Linked DNA regions of Mus musculus: all the other regions are linked to region 2. A link is a contact called in public HiCAR-type data. All regions are on one chromosome and are shown on one strand. Each heading gives the region's core, a stretch centred on a gene start, on an enhancer-like site or on the middle of the called end of the contact. The rest is flanking DNA. Distances are from core to core; before and after follow the strand shown. Region 1 has its middle 16 kb from the start of Gm35048. Region 2 overlaps Iqca (IQ motif containing with AAA domain). Region 3 overlaps Gm28722 (a long non-coding RNA gene).

The links. HiCAR-type assays count read pairs that join an accessible place to other places.
Region 1: a contact with region 2 is called in a HiCAR-type map of fibro-adipogenic progenitors, with 4 times the contacts expected there. The contact joins two enhancer-like sites. A contact is called at or near these places in 3 of 115 datasets of contacts at active chromatin or transcription factors (embryonic basal ganglia, embryonic stem cells and fibro-adipogenic progenitors) and 3 of 9 other capture datasets (adipose tissue, embryonic stem cells and pancreatic islet).
Region 3: a HiCAR-type map of fibro-adipogenic progenitors shows a contact between it and region 2, with 3 times the contacts expected there. The contact joins two enhancer-like sites. A contact is called at or near these places in 1 of 39 promoter capture datasets (hippocampal neurons), 1 of 15 datasets of contacts at CTCF or cohesin (the NIH/3T3 cell line), 4 of 484 Hi-C or Micro-C datasets (adipose-derived mesenchymal stem cells, cerebral cortex, embryonic fibroblasts and 1 more), 6 of 115 datasets of contacts at active chromatin or transcription factors (cardiomyocytes, embryonic basal ganglia, embryonic fibroblasts and 3 more) and 2 of 9 other capture datasets (embryonic stem cells and pancreatic islet).

What each region holds. Positions count from the first base shown.
Region 1 is chr1:90,521,113-90,523,812 of GRCm38.p6, reverse strand. It overlaps a transcript of Gm35048 not described here. Among named protein-coding and RNA genes, the nearest start is that of Gm35048, 16 kb to the right of the region's middle. Within about 2 kb of position 1,277, at least 15 of the 459 cell types and tissues checked have an H3K27ac peak or open chromatin away from gene starts, as enhancers often do. A contact at or near this core is called in adipose tissue and fibro-adipogenic progenitors, where this site is marked.
Region 2 is chr1:90,050,216-90,052,915 of GRCm38.p6, reverse strand. It overlaps Iqca (IQ motif containing with AAA domain), which reads left to right. Exons shown (of 19, transcript NM_001368722.1): 16 at 442-528. Among named protein-coding and RNA genes, the nearest start is that of Asb18, 37 kb to the right of the region's middle. Within about 2 kb of position 1,450, at least 72 of the 459 cell types and tissues checked have an H3K27ac peak or open chromatin away from gene starts, as enhancers often do. A contact at or near this core is called in adipose tissue and fibro-adipogenic progenitors, where this site is marked.
Region 3 is chr1:90,496,256-90,498,955 of GRCm38.p6, reverse strand. All of the region lies in intron 1 of Gm28722 (a long non-coding RNA gene), which reads left to right. Among named protein-coding and RNA genes, the nearest start is that of Gm28722, 6.4 kb to the left of the region's middle. Within about 2 kb of position 1,280, at least 33 of the 459 cell types and tissues checked have an H3K27ac peak or open chromatin away from gene starts, as enhancers often do. A contact at or near this core is called in fibro-adipogenic progenitors, where this site is marked.

The DNA of each region.
Region 1 (2,700 bases), core at 28-2,527, 470 kb before region 2:
GGGGCTGGGAGTCCAGGGAGTAGGGTAGAGAGGCCATCTCCATCTCCTGTTCTACAGCCTTGTTCTTGGAAGGTTTTGTAGTTGAAAAATGCACCTTCCTGTAATTTCTCCTGTGAGTTGCAGGTCTGTTTTCTGAGATTTAAACTAATGTTTTCCAAAGATGAAGATGCACCTCAAACTACTCCTGAGAATCTGCTTTTCTCTGCGTACAAGTGCATGTGTGCATGTGTGTATGTATGTCTCTGTGTGTGTGCATATGTGTGTGTGAGTATATGCCTGTGCATGTGTGTGCATAGATTCTTGTGTGTGTTATCCATAGGAGTACCTCTGGTGTCATTCCTTGGATATCATTCACCTTTCTTTCTTTCTTTCTTTCTTTTTTTTTTTTTTTTTGAGACAGGGTCTCTCGTTGAGCTAGGAGTCGGCTAAGCTGGTTGGTGGGTCTAAGGGATCCATCTGCCTCTGCATCCAAGTATCGATATAAGCACAGGCTAGGGCTTTTTTTTTTTCTTTGTATGTGAGTTTGTGAGTTCTGAGGTTTACACTCATGTCCTTGTGCTTGCAAGGCAGGCACTTTACAGAGTGATCCATTTTCCCAGGACATTCATGATTTGGAGTTCAGGTTTTTGTTTCGGGACCTCCATCCTTGTGAAGCCATTCATGTGTGTTTGCGGTGTCTGCCCTGGGTTTGTGGCTGGCACGTAGGTGAGGCATGTTTGAGTTTTGCCTCATTCCTGCCATGGCCTTTCATATCTCGGGTCATGCTTGGAGAAGCCCTGCCCTTTGCAGACGCCCCAGGAGCTAGCACTTTGTCACTTAGCTTACCTCCCCCTCACTGCCTGCCCCCCATTCCTCCCCAGATCTGCAGACTCTCCTAGAAGACAAAACCCAGAGTCCTGAATTCAGCCTGGCTCTGGAAGAAATCTCAGGAGAGAGTGACTTGATTTTAAAAGTTTAGCTATCGTTGTCATTTTTTTTTTTTTTTTTTTTTTTGGCCAGGCCTGATCTTTTTACAAATGTGCTTTTAATTAAGCATCACTTCGCTTATCATTTCTGTTTCCAGTCTCTGAGCCAAGTCTCCCCCTCAATCTCCTTCAGCTTCTTGCATTATTAGCACATGGCTGCTGGAGCTTTGGGGGCACCATGGCGATCGCCTTCCTCTGTGCACCATGGCTGCTTCTCCAAAGATCAGGTTCTGAGGAGGAGAGAGTACGTGGTCACCCTGGGTCATGAGTACAGTCTTGCTGCCCTGCACATAGTTTTGAGATGATGAAGGTCTGGAAGGCTCCATCCTGAATGGAGTTCAGAATGATGCCTCCTGGGTGCGGAGTGTTCCACACAGAGAGAGGGTCATGCTCTCCGTTCCAAAGGACACAGCTGGGGATAGTTTGGGTCATGGAGAAGAGCTACTGTCCCAGAGCGAGAGTGGAGAACAGATGTCTCATCTCTAGAATTAAAAAGAAACAAACACCCATGGAAACCCAGAGGGAGGTGACGGGCAGTTCGGTTGTGTAACATACCACCTGATTGTACGAAAAGTCCTTTCAAAACTGAAAAGAATGGTGTCGGGTGTGTCTTCACTGCTTTAAGCTGGGTGACATTTCTCTATTGAAAGAAAAGCCCAAGCATATTTTTAAGGAGAGCCAGTTTAAACACACCTGCTTAATAAAATGCCCAAGTGCCCTTTCTAAGCCTTCCTTGGGTGAGGCCTGAGCCTGGCTTTTCTGCAGATGGAAGTATTGAACCTTATGGTGGATTATAAAGACCCTTACCCCTTTGGATGGCTATTGACACCCTGACCACAATCCCATGAGTAAGAGACACAGGCAGGGTTTGGCAATCCAGCTTGAACAAGCCTGTCACTCACCACTGTTACCTCTAGCATGGGGGTTTACAAAAGTTCAGTTATAAGGCATCTCAGAGAGTAAAATGGAGGTTGTCGTGTTATGGGACAACTGAGTCATACCCTTGAGCCTGTAGGCAGCTCAGTGGTTTAGAACACACTTTGGCAGGTGGACACCAAAGACACATTTCCTTGCAGAAGGGTTGGCTCCTATATTTCTTCATTCATTTATTTATATGTATGTTTGTGTATATATGTTTGGATGGGAAGGATATGTGCACACATATGTACGTGGAAGTCAGAATTCATCCTTGAGTGTTGTTTCTTGGGAGCTGGATATATTGGTTTTGTTGGTTTGTTGGGGTGTGTGTGTGCCTGTGTGAGTGTGTGTGTATGTATGTGTACGTGTGTGTGTGTGTGTGTGTGTGTGTGTGTGTGTGTGTCTATAGGCCAGAGGTCAACAAACCCCAGAAATTCCCCTGTCTTTATCTCCAAGAGCACATGTAACCACAATCAACATTTTTTTTCAAGCTCAGGTCCTCAAGCTTGCCCAACCAGCACTTTTAACCATGGCACCATCTGTCAGCCACACCCTACCTTGGATTTTGAACCGGAGCTTCTCACTGGGACTCCTGCTCGCTTCAACAACGAAGCTAAGCTGGCTGGCCACAGAGTCCTAGGGAGCCTCCTACCTGTGCCTCCCTCCTGCTGGGATTACAAGTAACTGCCTCCTCGCCCAGCTTTTCCCATGGATGGTTCAGAGGAAAGCAGGTCCTCACAATTATCCTGGAAGCACTATCCCAACTGAGGCATCACCCCAGCTCCTCCTGTGAGTTACATGTGATGAAGCTTTAAGC
Region 2 (2,700 bases), core at 201-2,700:
AATAACATCACGGGAGCCTGTGATGAAACCGTCTTCTCATAGCAAGCAAACTTGAATGAACCTGGGAATGTGAGTAGCCTGTGTTTAGAGCACATGGTCCTGTTCCCATTCATTTTCAGCCGAGAACCAGTGACTTATGACAAACCAAACCAGGCAGGGGCTCTGGGCTCTGATACAGGAATATGTCCACTAAGACGGGCCTGCAGTGGTGGAGGCCTGTCCCACCCTATGGCCCCACCTCCTAGGCAGGTACTGAGATGCAAAACCCATGGATGCTAGCCTCCATGAGGCAGGTGAACAAGCTCACTTCTGGGTGACATCAAGGGTCTGCCTTCCTCAAGGTGTGCCAGGGATGTCCCCCAGTCAGGCTTCAGGGAAAGAGGACAAGTGTCCCTCAGGAAGAAACACATTCACCCCTAGGCTGGCTCTTGTCCTCCACAGGTGGCTCGCCAGCTTCAGCCTTCCGTGGTGTGGATCCAAGACACAGAAAAAACCTTCTACAAAAAAGTCCCGCAGGCAGAGAAACGGGTGAGTCTTCCCTGGCACCCAGTCTTCATTCTCTGATGTTTCCCCTCACAGGGGGACAGCTCCACGTTTCAAGAATGTCTTAGATTTCCAAGGAGACTCTGGGGGCTTTAAGTCCTTCCACAGAAGGCTCTCTCTGCCATAAGTGCCTGTCAGGGTTTGAAAGAAGCCAGCGCCTCGGTTTTTATGAGGCATAATTTGGGAGGAAAAAAAAAAATAAAGCGAAGGAGGGAAGTTTTTCAGTCCAAACATGATTCAGAAGAAACAATTCAGAGAACTTTGCTCAGTTACAACCAGAGGCACACACAGTTATTATTACCATTTCCTATTGTTCATAATAATAAATAGCAAAGGGCTCGAAATTCTCGAACAAAGGCCATCAACAGCACAGCTAAGTGCCCTGCATCCAGGGCCTCTGGGGAGCTCCGTCTCAATTGCTTCCTTCCTTCTTTTCTCTCCTTTCAATGCCCCCCTCCCCCACACTTCCCCCCACAAATCACCAGAAAATTTCCCACAAGTTAAAAAGAAAAAAAAAAAAAAAAGATACACGGGCTTGTTATTCCACACCAATTTGTACCAAAGCAAATAGTGGTTAGCTGTGAATTTCTGATTAAATCTGTAAGGATTTTAATCACTTATGTATTATACATCACTTTCAGCAGGTAGAGGTGATTTGGGTAAAGCCCAAAAGCTCAATCTTTGCTTCTCCAAATGAGCCCTGATTGCCCTGTCATTTTAAAACCTCTTAGGAAGACTCATTTGTTACATATTTGTTACATCTGGGAAGCCAGTGGTTAGCGCCCTCTGCTGACCATGTTGAGACATTGAGGGAGGAAAGAAAAAGAAGTCCCAGTCTGACTTAGCCAGGGTTCGCATACATGGTGTCATCATAATGTGGATTGCTCATAGACGTAGTGATTCACTCTCCTACGGGACTCCAGCCTGGGAATGTGAAACTCAGGAGGCCATTCTCCTTAGCTGGCTGTGTGTCTGCCGTCAAGTAACTTGATCTCTCTTAGTCTCTACTTAGTCACCAGCCCAAAGAACCTCTGAGTTCAGGAAATTTGTCTGGCTTCCTTTCCCAAGAGCCCTTAGCTTTATAGCAACCCAAGTCCGCAAAAAAGAAAAAGAAAAAAAAAATCTGAGGGGTGTGATTAATGAAAGATCCAGAGGCGAATGGGCAGGAAGATTGAGACAGCTCACATAGGGAAGGCAGGAAGCTGGCAGAGATGGAGATGTCTGTGGTACAGATGAACCACCTCTCTAGGCCCCACACCCACCCTCCGTCTTGCCTCCATGACCCCACAACTGCCATCCATGGCTGGGTCTGTTCTGTAGGATATGGAAGGTTCTAGAGGCACAGCCCCACTGTGGACAAATTAAATGTTTGTTCTGTTCACACCAGCTAGAAGATCCTTGGCCGTCAGGGGGATCCCCTGCTTTTGAAGACCACAAATCACACACGCGGAAGAGCCTTAATGCAGAGACATTTCCTTCTGCTTCATGTCCAGCCATCAGTCCTTCCCTGTCTCCCATAGCACCCCTGGGACCATGCTAGATTTCTCCCCGGTCCTGCCTTTGAAGACCTCTTGTCTTAGGAGCCAAAGATGAAAAGCTCTGGAATTCCTCCTCCTCTTCCTGTCCCTCTTCCTCCTCCTCCTCCTTTTTCTCTTTCTCCTGCTGCTCACTCATGTTCCTCCATCTCAGAATTTTCAGAAAAGCCCAGTCTTGTGGGGAGGGGATAAGGGGTCCAACCATCCTGCTTTGAAGAGCCCAGCTCTGCCCCGGCAGACCCTTGCTGGTGCCTGCCTCCTGATGTTACTGTAAGCAAACGGTCAGTCACGTCAGAGACGAAGGTACAGACTGAGACAAGGGCGCCTGCTCCTGCATTTACTGCCCCATTACCCTTTGTTACTTCATCTGGCCCCAGCCTTCCCTGCTGCCACAATAGGTCTCCACCGGGGAACTGCTTGCTTTGTTGGCGCTGGCTGCGATGCTCATTTTGTGGAGCTAACTGCAGAAAAGCAAATTGAAATTGCTGTGTGGATGCTAGCCACTAATTTGAAATTGCACACGGTAATACAGTCGTGAGAGACTGGCAGGCCAGCCGTGGGGGGTGGCGGATGTGGAGGTAGCCAGCTAATCAGGAGCTGTTTCCCGGCATGATTGATGAGC
Region 3 (2,700 bases), core at 31-2,530, 450 kb before region 2:
GAATTCAGCTGAGCACCCTAGCTTTGATCTGCCATACTCCACATTGTCCCTGTATGGTACTGGCTGCAGGCTTTCGAGGCAGGGATTAGCACTGATTCTTGATCTTCAAATGAGGATACTCTTGCCCAAGAAGTTCACAGGGCTTTGTGCCATGGTGCTATGCTCCTGCTGAGTCTTTTCCTGCATTCTTGGGGGTGATCCCCAAGGTGTGGTAATCTGTTTCTGCTCCAGTGTTAGGGTGTGTTAGGGAAGCCACAACAGAGCACCACAGATGAAGCAGTTTAAACACTAATCATGCATATTCTCAAGGGTTCAGAGGTTGGATGACAGAGATCAGGTGCTGATTCTCCTGTCTCCTGGGCATGTCGGTGGCTGCCATGCTTGTGTCTTCATAACATATTATGATGTGAATTTGTGTCCCAATTTCTGCTTCTGAAAAGGTCGTCAGCTCAGGAACTTTGGGAAGGTCATGAAACACTCGCCCCTCCAGAAGGGGAAGGCTAATTAGCATTTCTCAGACCAAAGGGCTGGGACCGACCTGACCTGTGGGTGGGGACACATTCCACAGGACTGACCATTGCTCACCTTCAGACAAGGAAAGTCCTTGTCACCTCATTCCCTAAAGACCAATCAGTTTAAAGGGTGCACTGTTCCACCAATCATATTGTGCCTAGTTGTTCTCTGTTCTGCCCTTAGAAACCATATAAAAACTGAGCTGGTGCTTGGGGTCGCCGCCTCTCCTTCGGGTCTGGGACGACCCCAGTGCACTGGAACAATAAATTCCTCTTGTTTTTTGCATCGATCCTGTCTTCATGTGGTTCACTCAGGGAGTCTCCAGTAAGCTAAGGCTCCCCAGAGTCTTACAATTCCAGTTGAGCTTACCACATGGCCTAATTTAACCTCCATTACTCCTCTAAACCGTGTCCCCAGTCTAACTAGAGGCAGAGTGAGTTAGGACTTCCCTGAGGCAATCTGGTGGCACATGGGGTGGCCTGTGGCAATTCCCTGTTTCAGTTTCTGTTTCCTCAGGCATCCACCTCACCTTGTTCTCTGTCTGGACTGAGTGTCTGAGGTCCTGAGAACATCCCTTCTTCCAGGATTGGCACCTCCCCCAAGACCTTGGTAGGTCTTAGGACAGCCTGACTCCCTGTGGCCTCCTTCCCAGGGCACAGCTCCAGTTCTGGGTGGAGTTTCCTTGGCAGGGCTCTGGTCACTCTGGACAAATTCTCCAACATTGGTCAACACCCTTCTGGACTTCCAAAATGGATCATTGCCTGGAAACTTCTGTATGCTGCCTCACCCCACCAGGGCTGCCTGATGCAGGCAGCTGTCTGAATCACTCTTGAGACAGTCTATGTTTTTTGAGCCCTGGGCCATGGATGTCAAACCACCTTCCTAGGACTTGCCCAGTATACAGGCAGCCCAGCTCATAACATCTGACGTCTCAGGCCTCCGGATGCTCAGGGCCACCCAGTCTTCTTGACAATTGGCTTTTCTGACTTGGGTTTTACTTATAATCTATTTTGTCTAGACCTTAGTGCATCTAATGACTTGCAATGTGATTTTGATTCATTGTGATTGGCTTCTAGAATCTTCAAATGATTATGGGGACATCATACCATTCACCTAATCTCCTTGCACACTTTTCTTCTTAATGATGTAAAAACACATAAAATTCACCAGCCTGTGATGTATAATATAAGGTTCTCTTAGGATTTTAGTTGCTATAAAGAGACACTGTAATCACTGCATTTAAATGGGGGCTGGCTTACAGTTCAGAGGTTTACTCCATTAGTCCACTGTCGTTGTGGCAGGAAGCACAGTGGCACACAGGCAGACATGGTACTGGAGAGGTAGCTGAGAGTTCTATATTTGGATCTGCAGAGAGCAGGAAGAGAGAGTGACACTGGGGTCTGGCTTGAGCTTCTGAGGCCTCAAAGCTCACCCACAGTGACATACTTCCTCCAACAAGGCCACACCTTCTAGAAGTGCCACTCCCTATGAACCTATGGGGTCCTTTTTCATTCAGACTACCACAGAAGTTATAATTTCCCCTAGTCACCGTTATCACTGAACACCTGAAAGAAGATAGTTCAGAGGTCAAAGCCTTCCATACACCAAAAACAAAAATCAGAATGCAAAACCCAAAACTCTCATCAGTGATTTTTTTTTTTTTTTGGTCAATCATACACTGAAATGATGACAGTTTGGCTTGTTATATGGCATTAAATCAACCATGTGATTAAACCCACTTTGTCTAATTATATTTCCTGTTATTAAATGTGGCTCTGGGCATGTCACGTTGCACATGGGGCTGTCTGTGCTGTGTGCAATCTCCTTCTCTTCCACACTGTGCCCTATATTCGACGTGTCCCTCAGACGCCTATCCAACAATCTAACAAACCCATGAACGTCACTCTTAAAACACATTTTAATAACTGCGAGACAAGACCACAACGGTCGTCTGTGGTACACTTGTGTCTCAGATTGTCTTTTAGAAGTTCAAGCCAATTGTTCTGGATACTTTTCAAAATTATTTATTTTTTTGCCAAGTTCATAAAAACCCTTTTGGCGAATCCTTCTGCACAGCTATACATATTTTCTCCCCTCAACATGACTGCCTCGAGAATGCGGACCTTTTAATTTACTTTCCGCAGTTTTTGAAAATCATTCTTCATAGATAATGCACTGATGCACTGC